3 separate regions of the Mus musculus genome follow, and regions 1 and 3 are each linked to region 2. Evidence: chromatin contacts called from public HiCAR-type and promoter capture Hi-C data. All regions are on one chromosome and are shown on one strand. Each heading gives the region's core, a stretch centred on a gene start, on an enhancer-like site or on the middle of the called end of the contact. The rest is flanking DNA. Distances are from core to core; before and after follow the strand shown. Region 1 holds the start of Myd88 (myeloid differentiation primary response gene 88). Region 2 holds the start of Nktr (natural killer tumor recognition sequence). Region 3 holds the start of Xylb (xylulokinase homolog (H. influenzae)).

Region 1 (3,513 bases), core at 775-3,274, 2.4 Mb after region 2:
CCATCCCACTTAAATCGGTGGAGTCTGTAGTCTTGCTCAGTGAAACCCAGGTTCTCGGAGAGAAAGTGAAGCTTCGGGAGGAGGGCGGGGGAGGGCCGGTGCAGGACCCGCAGGGGAGCTCACCCACGGAGATGTCTCCCAGCTGCTCAGGCTTTAGCCTCACGTCCTGGAGAACCGCGGTCAACACGGCCGACAGAAGCTCGTCGGGGGTGGTGTTCTGCAGGGCGAGGCGCAGCAGCGGTGAGCCCAGCTCCCGCATCCCCGCCCGGGGACTCTGCGGTCACCGGACCCCCGACGGCAGAATTCCATCCGCGCTGGCCGCCTTCTGCTCCCCTCGCCCGCCCGAGGGGCCTCACCTTGAAGCCTCCACGGCTGGCGCGGCCGATGGGGGTGCGCCGTCCGTGCACCACCACCACGTCGGAGGCCGAGGCCTGCGGGAACCTAGCGGAGCAGGGCGCAGCTTGCAGCGCGGAGCTCGACTCGGGCCGGCCGGCCAGGTGGCCCAGCACTACCTGCAGCCGATGCATCGCGGAGGTGGGTCCTACCTACTCGTTTAGGTTCTGGGTGCAGAGCTTTAGGAACAGGAATGATGGCAGGCGCAGGCGCAGGCGCAGGCGCGGGCGCAGGCGCAGGACAGCCTTCTACGTCGCAAGGCCTGAAAGGGGATCACAACCCCGGTAGAATGATACTGCGAGAGGTAGGATGGGGTCTTTAGAGGGCCTGCCCACTCCTAGGTACAACCAATTAGATTAAGGGGAGTCTGATTGAGGGCCGCCCACTCACCCCTTGCCCCAGAGTCCCGCCCAACGCCCGTCCTAAGACGCTTTCTCTCCACTCAAAGCCCCGCCCGCCAATCCTACGGAAGCCAATCGTAATGCGCACTCTTAATCCTCCTTGAAAGGCAGACTGGAAACTTCCAAGTTTGCACAACCTTTTGTAGACATTGGGGAAGGAGGTTTCCCAAACTTCTGGTTTCCTAGGATGAACTCAGCCTCAAGGGAGTCCCTCCCCTTGAGCTCAGCGCGCAGCCGCGTAGAAGGCGGAGCCCGGCCCATGGCTTCTCTGCTGAGCTAGCCCGAGAAGACCCTTGTCTCCCATCAAAATTTGCTGTGCTCAGCCCCGGGTCCCAAAACCGAGAACTGAGGACCTAGAAAATGTTGAGGCACCTAGTTAAGCCCCAACCGGGTTGGCTGTCACAGAAGCTCTCTCAGAAAACAAAGTAATTTTGGGTTCCGGGCTGGTGTGAAGAACCGATTAAGGTGCTGAACGGCAGGCAGGTTCTAACTGTAACGTGCCCCACTCGTCTTAAGCCTGTTGATCTACGTTTGTTTGGGATAGTGCCATTAGTGCCCACATTCCCCTAGGAATTCTACTAAACCCGGGGATGGGGGTGGAGGGTGGAGGGAGACCCAGTATTGGAGATTGACACCTAAATAGATTAACCAAGTGAATTAACGAAAAAATCTTCCTTGGGTCTAGACCCAACGTTAAAGAGTAAGGTGGTAGGTTCCGCGTGTTTTTTGCAGACCCCGGGAAGGTAGTGCTGTTTGTCTCAGAAAACAAAGGACAAGATACCCTAAATGCCAATTTATGGGCAAGGTCGTGGGCTTTCCCCTTTAAAAAGCAGAGTCACAAGTGACATCAGATAGCTAAAGGTAGACTGAGCCTTCGGGTTACTACTTCCGAAGCCAGTCTGTCTCTTCCCTCCCTACTACCAGAATATAAATTACTGTACAGAAGGGCTGTAACTCCTTCAAGTCCTAAACAAGGCTGATTGAGCTAACCATGCATAATAACCACTACCAGATCGCCTAGTCCATCCACCTTGATCGGTGGGCCAAGGCAGATGCCAGAGGCGGTTTATATAAATTCTCACACCTTCGAGGGGAGGTGAGCAAACGTTAGAAGCACAAGTGGGTTGACTTTTAGGCTGGGTAGTTCTGGCCCCGTAGTCTAGATTCTAGCAAAGGGCGGAGCTTCTCGGAAAGCGAAAGAAGGAGGGGCTGGCAGGAGACTTAAGGGAAGTAGGAAACTCCACAGGCGAGCGTACTGGACGGCACCGGGGGCCCAGGGTTGCCTGCCATGTCTGCGGGAGACCCCCGCGTGGGATCCGGGTCCCTGGACTCCTTCATGTTCTCCATACCCTTGGTCGCGCTTAACGTGGGAGTGAGGCGCCGCCTATCGCTGTTCTTGAACCCTCGGACGCCCGTGGCGGCCGACTGGACCTTGCTGGCGGAGGAGATGGGCTTCGAGTACTTGGAGATCCGAGAGCTGGAAACGCGCCCTGACCCCACTCGCAGTTTGTTGGATGCCTGGCAGGGGCGCTCTGGCGCGTCTGTCGGCAGGCTGCTAGAGCTGCTGGCCTTGTTAGACCGTGAGGATATACTGAAGGAGCTGAAGTCGCGCATCGGTGAGGAAACGTGCTTCCTGGCTTTGTGCCAAGGATCAACGAGGCTAGCCTTGGCATATTAATCTTGTTCATTTTTTTCTGGGGTGCGCTAGGGAGGAAGAGAGTGACAGTCGAATTTTCTGTCAGTATGCAGGTCAGCGTAGGGATTGGGAGAGGGGTCAAAAACCCTGAGGAAAGATGGAAAGAGCCTAGGCAAAGACCTTCAGTTGTACCAAGAGTCAAGATCTGCTTTTCTCGCGGTATCTCAGTTGTGTCAGGATCAACCGGACAAGTGAGGACCCCTTCCATCACTCACTGGCACTCAGCACAACACCCCCGCCCCGCCCACAGTGAGGTACACCTTGCTAGATGGGGGTCACCATTCTCATTGAGCACTAACTGGGTGCCTGAGCCCTTCTGACATTCAATCCTCTGCTCCGATTGCTCTGTGCCCTGCTAGATGCCCAGTTTGGCTCCATTCTCTAGAGCCTTAGAAAGGGAAGGCAGGAGGAAGGCTCAGAGAAGCAGGCTGACTTTGGAGTCCTCTCAGATGCTCATTTTGGGAGAGTCCAAAAGGAAGTGTTAGTTTGTAGAGCCATCCATGGTACCAGTGGCTGGGGAAGGCTCGGCCCAAGTAGGCCCTTTTTAAATTTTTTTTTTAACATTTATTTATTATTATACATAAGTACACTGTAGCTGCCTGCAGACACACCAGAAAAGGGCGTCAGATCTCATTATGGGTGGTTGTGGGATTTGAACTCAGGACCTTCGGAAGAGCAGTCAGTGCTCTTACCGGCTGAGCCATCTCGCCAGCCCCAAGTAGGCTCTTTAAACTAATTCAGGATTTTGAGTGTGTGTACAGCAGCAACCTGGGGCATGGGGGGCGGGGGTGTCGGGGATGGGGTGGGAGGAGGAGCCTCTACACCCTTCTCTTCTCCACAGAGGAGGACTGCCAGAAATACTTAGGTAAGCAGCAGAACCAGGAGTCCGAGAAGCCTTTACAGGTGGCCAGAGTGGAAAGCAGTGTCCCACAAACAAAGGAACTGGGAGGCATCACCACCCTTGATGACCCCCTAGGTAAGGGCCCAGTACTGTGCCCCTAGGTAGAATAGGTGGGCCACAGC
Region 2 (3,476 bases), core at 869-3,368:
TAATCCTGTATTAATCAAAGAAATTAGAGCCTATGTTAAGAACCTTAATAACCACCAAATATTACAGGATAACAACAGAATGACTTCCAATAGGAACAATTTACTGGATTCATACAGGAAACCTGTTATACAATGTAAAGGTTGTCCCCCTTTTAAATCTGCATTTGCAGTCATCCAACAGTTTTATAATTCAAAAGAAAATCTGTTTTGTATTTGTACTCATGGTAACTGAAAGTACATACTTAATCCTTAACAGTACATCTTGATTTCTGCATCACCTCTGCTTATCAAAGTAAATCTAAATCAGATACTTTTATTTGTGACGCTGGAAATTGAACTTGGAGCCAACAATACAACAGGCAAGCACTCTTCCCAGACAAGCACTCTCCCACTGCTTCTGGCTGATTCTTAAAAATAAGTGGGGCAATAGTGGTGGACACCTTTTATCCCAGCACTCGGTTCTCTTTGAGTTCTACGACAGCCTGGTCTACACAGAAAAACCCTGTCTTGAAATACAAAAACAAAACAAAATTTAAAAGGTTAAAAATAGAAGACGCCTGAAAAAAAAAAGACATTAAACGAAGATGTATAGCCATGTTAAGTACATTCTTTTCAAGACTGACATCCATCTGTGGTGTTGGGGATCAAAGTCAGGTCCTTGGTTATTCGAGGAAAATACTTCCCAGTTATATTCCTATTACTTTCTGAGTATGTTAATACATTAGTTTTGCAAAAAAAAAAAAAAAATCCGTGAAAAATCTCCAGAGTAAGTTTGGTAAATGCTAAATAAACTGCAGCTACAGTCAGGGTCGAAATGTTAGATGAGAAAAACAGAACGTTTAAGATCGCTCCAATCCTTTGTTCAGAACCGTCACCGTCTTCCTTTTATCCTAGAGCCTGAGTTTTCCTTATTCTGTTCCCTCTACTCCAGCCAGACCGGGACCTTCGCTTTCCCTCAAGAAACACAAGCGCTGTCTCAGAACCCAAGCTAACCGTTGGCTGCCACTACCAAGCACAGTTCTCAAAGGCGTCCCTCCACAGGTTCGGCTTCGCACCTACTCAAATGTCATCTTCTCAAGATGGCCTTTCTCGCTCACCGCCTGACTAAAACAGCACTACTGGAGGGAATGCGGTTTTTACCCCTTCACTTCCTGCCTCTTTCCCCCAGGACGTCAACATAAAAGAAGCAGCAGCCCTGCTTTAGTCACTGCTGCCCTTCCAGAGCCCAGGACAAGCAGCTCTCCTGCGAGTCCACTGCGACCTAAGACGTGGCGCACACCACACACCTCCAGTTAAGATCCCTGTCGGTTGAGAACCGCGCATCCGTACACATGTTCCTGCTCGATACACACGCGACCTTTACATGTGTGCGCACCGATGTGTGCAGCAGCCACCTCTCTGCACACAGAGACGTCGACGCCTCGGGATTAATGAATGGCTGCACACTGGACTTCCAAAAAAAAAAAAAAAAAAACCAAACATCGCGGCCGCAGCCTAGGAGCAATCCCGGGGCTACAGAACCCGCACAAGCCCTTCAGTCTCTCCTCTCCAGCCACGTCTCCCGGAGCCAGTACATTCTCGGGAAGGCTCCCGAGGGACAGCGGAGGGCAGCTGGCCGGCTCGTGACCGCGGCGGCTCCGCAGCTCTGGCCGGCCGAGCCCGCCCCGCCCCGCCCCCGCCCGGCTCCGGCTCCGGCTCCGCCGCGTCCACTTCCACCCCGACCCGGGCCCACAGAGGGGCCCGCCCCGCTCACCCGGTTCCCGGTTGATCTCGATGTCGAAGTGACACTGCGGCCGGTCCTGGGCGCCCATCGCGAGCGCAGCAGCGGGACGGCGGCGAGCTGCGGACAGGGAGGAGGGCGCTGAGGGCAGGCGGGCGGCCGGGCGGGGCGGGGCCCGGCCCGCCTGACAGGGACGCGGCCGACGAGAGGCCGCCCCACCCTGCCCACCCGCCCGCCCGCCCACCCCAGCCGCGGCTACCCGCGCTCCCGTCGAGCTTCTCACCTGGCCGCACAGCTCCGGAGAACGCCCTGCCGGCGCCGCCGGAGCCTAACGTCACCAACGGAACGCCACCTCTTCCCCGTGAGGGCCAGCCGGCGAGCGCCACGCCAGAGCTCGCGAGGCCGGACGCAAGCGTCGCGAGAGTTCGTCTCGCCGCCGAGCGGGGTGTGGGGTCGGAGTAGGCGGTCCGCGCCAGGGCTCTCGTGCCCCGCCCCTCAGGATCCCCTGTCCAATCCCGAGTGCGCAGACGTGTGCGAGCTGTCAACCACGGCTCACTCATGCAGCACCGCGAGATTTCTGATTGCGTGGCCAGTGGATGAACGCAGGGTGAATCCCAGGCTTCCGGCCGACGTGGCGGGTGACCTGTTCTCTCTCGTGGTTGATGCGGTCACGCTGTTTGTCTCGCGTTAAAAGAATCGAGGACCAGATGGAGCCAGATGTGCCTCCCTTGCCCGCCAGGGTGAGACGAGGCTGGCCGCCGGCTCGAGGCCAGCCTGGGTCACTTGAGGCTTTCTCAGAAATACAACGAAAGGAAACAAAAATCAAGGCAACAACAAAACCCCGAAGCAAAACACAAACCGTAGCGTTTACACCTGCGCACCAGCGCTTGGTGGGTAAAGGCAGGAGATTCAGAAGTTCAAGGTCAGCCTGAGATACCTGAGACCTGTGAAGAAACCAAACCAGTTGACAGGAGCGATGGTCTAGCAGTTAAGATGGTCTAGAGGCCGCTTTTGCATTGGACCTGGTTCAAAGCCCAGCTCAATAACCGCATGGTGGCTTACAACCATCTCGTTTCAGGGTTTCCATCGCGCTCCCCTGACCTCCGTGGACACCAAGCATGCACATGGTGCCCAGACATACATGCAGGCAAAACAGAAAGTAAAACCTTACAAAAGGAAAGTCTGTGAGCAATAATACACAGCCTTTAATCCCAGCGGCTCGAGAGGCAGAGGTAGGTGGCTCTCAGTCTGAGGTCAGTCAGTTCTACATATTGTCTTCCTGGCCAGTCAGGGCTAGGTAGATCCTGTCTCAAAACAAAAGGTACACAATAAGAATGTGCTGTTGGGGCTGGCGAGATGGCTCAGTGGTTAAGAGCGCCGACTGCTCTTCTGAAGGTCCCGAGTTCAAATCCCAGCAACCACATGGTGGCTCACAACCATCCATAATGAAATCTGATGCCCTCTTCTGGAGTGTCTGAAGACAGCTACAGTGTACTTACATATAATAAATAAATCTTTTTTAAAAAATGTGCTGTTGTAGAAAATTTTAATCACAATCAGTGTTGAGGTTGGGTCTGTTACATAAAGCAAAATTCCATATCCAAAAACCTAAACCTACGAGTGACTTACCGTCTTTCCAAGCTTTTGTACCTTGTTCCTTAATTTAAAACTGTTGGTTAAATAAAATTGGCTACAGCCAATTACTGGAGGGATTCGAGGTAGGTGGATTTTGAGTTACCTGGGTGGGAAGAGTAAG
Region 3 (3,633 bases), core at 1,026-3,525, 2.4 Mb after region 2:
CTCAGGGGCTGCAGAGATAGATAGCTTAGGGGTTAAGAGCACTGGCTGCTCTTCCAGAGGAACTGGGTTCAATTTCCAGCACTCTGTAGTGGCTCACAACTGTCTGTGATTCCATTTACAGGGGATCCAATGTCCTCTGCTGGCCTCTTTGGGCACCAGGCAGGAATGTGGCGCACAGACATACATGCAAGCAAACACAACATACAATAATAATAGATGCTCAGAGGTCTATGCAGACCTCTCTTGCAGCTGGGTTAAGTCAGAAAAGTATAGCTGATAAGTGCAAATGGTTTAGGGAGGCTCTAAAACCACCCACCCACACATGCACACCAGGTACCTACCCAAATTCCGGAAGGTCTCTGTCAAAATGCACGCTGTCCTCATAGAAGACGTTCAACTCTGCATCAACAGCAACAACTTTAACCTGGAAGACATTTGTGAAAACGGTGTATAGGATTTCCTCAGCCTCTACCTTTGTCCAAGAGGTTTCCAAGTCCAGTTAAGGTTCAGCACTGAGACAAAGGCTAATGGGCATCGTTTTTTGTTTTTGTTTTAAATGGGCATCATTGTAACCATAGCAACATAAGTTTCATGGGATACATGCTCAAAAAAAGAAAAGCAAAGAGATAAGATTAAAAAATGAGAAATGACCGGGCATGGTGGCACACGTGCCTTTAATCTTAGCACTTGGGAGGCAGAGGCAGGAGGATTTCTGAGTTCAAGGCCAGCCTGGTCTACAGATTTGAGTTCCAGGACAGCCAGGGGTACACAGAGAAACCCTGTCTCGAGAAACCCAAAAAAAAAAAAAAAAAAAAAAAAAAAATCGAGAGGTTTTATACTAGAAATTTAATGGCACTCTTGAAAGCTCTAGAACAAAAAGAAGTCACATCCAAAAGGAATAGACAGCAGGAAATAATCAACTCAGGGGCAAGTCTCGAAAAACCAGAGAGAGAGAGAGAGAGAGAGAGAGAGAGAGAGAGAGAGAGAGAGAGAGAGCGCCACACAGAGAGAGGCAGGTGAAACTCCCACGGTCTACAAGAATCCACTCTCCAAACAATGGAGGCTATGGTCCTGCACCTGGCAAGGAGGCTTGTCTCCAGAGGCTGCCCCCAGAGCCATGACTATGGTCAAGTCAGACCTGACATCCTAAGGAAGCCATTCCAAGCTCGGGAAGATGGAGAAACAGGTCTAGTAGGGCAAGGTGACTAAGTTCTATGGGATGTTCCCCAGTGGGAGCCGCAGGTTCCAACTCTCCTCATCGGGCTGAGAAGGGTCTCACAGCTACTATGCTTATTTCTCAAGCGTGCAGGATGAATGCCTCCTGGACGTCCCATGCCTACTTGGAAGGCAAATTGCTAATTCACTCAGCTATCACTGGGAACACCAACCTCTGACCGGCAGTTCTGGAATCACAGACCCTGGCACGCTAGTGCCAGCCAAGAGGGGGTTGGGGGAGGCAGGGAACGGGCAAAGTCCATTTGCATACTATGCCCATTTCACTTTTAACAAAAAAAAGTGCTTGGCGTGGCACCCTCCTTTAAACCCAACACTCAGGAGGCTACGGATAGTGGATCACTGTGAGTTCAAGGCCAACCTGGTCTACACAATGAACCTGGGCCAGCCAAAGCTACATAGTAAAGTTCTGTCTCAAAATATAAAATAAAATAATAAAGAAAAGTAAAGAAAAGGCGCTCAGGGATTATCCGGATCTAGGCTGTGCATGTGCGCACACCTCTGCTGTTTTCGCGGAGTGTGTTTGCGCGGAGTGTCTCGGAATCTAGCCATCTGCAGCCGAGACTCGCGTGGACCCCCGAGGTACTCCCCCCCACAGCCCTCCGCCCCCGCTACGTGTACTCCGGGTTCCGCGGGGAGTCACCCGCGGTTTCCGGGAGAAGCCTCTCGCTGGCAGAGCATCGTCAGGCTCCCGCTCCTCGCCCCGCGCGCGTACCTGCTGCGTGCTGAAGTCCCAGCCCAGGCAACAGCGGCGCCCCGCGCGCTCCGCCAGGGCCCTGGGGGTTCCCGCCGCCCGTCTGTGCGTCCGTGCGTCCATGTGTACTGCAGCGGCGAGACTGTCGCTGCGCTCCGTCGCTCAGAGACGCCAGAGCCCGCCTTTCGCCACGCCCCGCAGGACTCTGGACTGGAGTCACGAGGCGGGAATGCCCTCTGGCGCCGCCTGCGGGAAGGTCGCGAGTGGGACTGCGTCTGGCTGGGGCACTTAGTGGTCGCTACCCACCAGCAAGGCAGCGCAGTGGCTTCCCTCCAATTTCACTCCACCCACACTCACCCCTGCGCCGACCTAATATAATCCCAGCATTTGGGAGGCTAAAATAGGAGGATCTCAAATTCAAGACCAGCCTGGGTAACAGCAGTGGTGGTGCACGCCTTTAATCCCAGCACTTGGGAGGCAGAGGCAGGCAGATTTCTGGGTTCGAGGCCAGCCTGGTCTACAAAGTGAGTTCCAGGACAGCCAGGACTATACAGAGAAACCCTGTCTCGAAAAACCAAAACCCAAAACCAAACCAAACCAAAACAAGGTAAATGGTTGAAACCCTGTCTCAAAATAAAATTAAAAAGAGGCAGAAGAAGCCAGTTGTGGTGGTGCCTGCCTTCAATCCCAGCACTCAGGAGACAGAGACAGGAAGATGTCTGTGAGTTCAAGGCCAGTCTAGTCTACATTGAGAATTCCAGGGCAGTCATAGCTATATAACAGAGACACTTGTCACAAAAGTAAAATGGGGGGGTGGTCTACTGAAGGTCAAGCTGGGCGTGTTGGTGCATAGCAAGTTCTAGGTCAGCCAAGGCTACACGGTGAGACGATGCCCACGCCAAAAATAGATAAATGAAAGGAAAGAAAAGAAAAAAAAAAAAAAGAAGTGAAGGCCGAAGATATTGCTTTTGTCTGACCTGTGCCCTAGAGTCAACTAAAAAATAAAATAAAAATAAAAATCTTAATTAAATTTGGGATAGTAGTACTGGAGGCCCATGAGTTTGAGGCCAGCCTGGGATACATAGCAAGATCTGTCTCAATAATAATAATAATAATTAATAATCAATCAATCTCTCTCTCTCCCTCCCTCTCTTCCTCCTTCTATTGTTTGTTTTGACAGTCTTGACTAGGCTCAAAAAATTCCTCCTGCCCAGATTGGCCTTGAATTTACAATCCTCCCACCAGAGCCTCCCACGAGATTGAAGGCCTGTAACACCAAGTGTGGCCTGACATGATCTGCTATAAGATAAGGTCTCACATACCCCAGGCTGGCCTTGAATTTACAGTGTAGCTGGGACTAGCCTTGAATTCCTGATCCTCCTGCCTCACTCTCCCAAATGCTGTGATTGCAGGTGGAAGCCACGATTCCCAGTTAGAACTCATCTGTTATCGTGACCCACAGGTCAGCAGACTGTCTGGGCTGAGCTCAGGTGGCGGTGGCAGTGGCGGTGTCTCTGCTACTCAAGACTCTTGTCCCCACCCCTGAACAGTATGCTCACAGTGCGCCTGTCTGAGAACCTCAGAAAAGAGCTTAGTGAATGATGTCAGCAAAAGGTGTGGGTGCCCAGTGTAAAGAATGGAGAAATGCATTCTGGAGGCAGGAGGAGGCAGATCTCTGGGATTTCAAGACTAGTCTACTTTACATA

What was found. Promoter capture Hi-C pulls out the DNA fragments that hold promoters and counts their contacts. HiCAR-type assays count read pairs that join an accessible place to other places.
Region 1: a contact with region 2 is called in a promoter capture Hi-C map of pre-B cells, with 6 times the contacts expected there. The contact joins the promoter of Myd88 here to the promoter of Nktr in region 2. A contact is called at or near these places in 3 of 39 promoter capture datasets (embryonic stem cells, erythroid cells and pre-B cells), 1 of 115 datasets of contacts at active chromatin or transcription factors (astrocytes) and 2 of 9 other capture datasets (adipose tissue and liver).
Region 3: a HiCAR-type map of astrocytes shows a contact between it and region 2, with 2.4 times the contacts expected there. The contact joins the promoter of Xylb here to the promoter of Nktr in region 2. A contact is called at or near these places in 1 of 39 promoter capture datasets (embryonic stem cells), 1 of 115 datasets of contacts at active chromatin or transcription factors (astrocytes) and 2 of 9 other capture datasets (adipose tissue and liver).

Annotation. Positions count from the first base shown.
Region 1 is chr9:119,338,529-119,342,041 of GRCm38.p6, reverse strand. Myd88 (myeloid differentiation primary response gene 88) reads left to right here and starts at 2,024. Exons shown (of 6, transcript NM_010851.3): 1 at 2,024-2,410; 2 at 3,332-3,466. The coding sequence starts at 2,083. It overlaps Acaa1a (acetyl-Coenzyme A acyltransferase 1A), which reads right to left and starts at 748. Exons shown (of 12, transcript NM_130864.3): 1 at 357-748; 2 at 124-217. The coding sequence starts at 527.
Region 2 is chr9:121,717,823-121,721,298 of GRCm38.p6, reverse strand. It overlaps Nktr (natural killer tumor recognition sequence), which reads right to left and starts at 2,118. Exons shown (of 17, transcript NM_010918.2): 1 at 2,004-2,118; 2 at 1,754-1,840. The coding sequence starts at 1,811.
Region 3 is chr9:119,356,023-119,359,655 of GRCm38.p6, reverse strand. It overlaps Xylb (xylulokinase homolog (H. influenzae)), which reads right to left and starts at 2,275. Exons shown (of 19, transcript NM_001033209.3): 1 at 1,949-2,275; 2 at 342-424. The coding sequence starts at 2,050.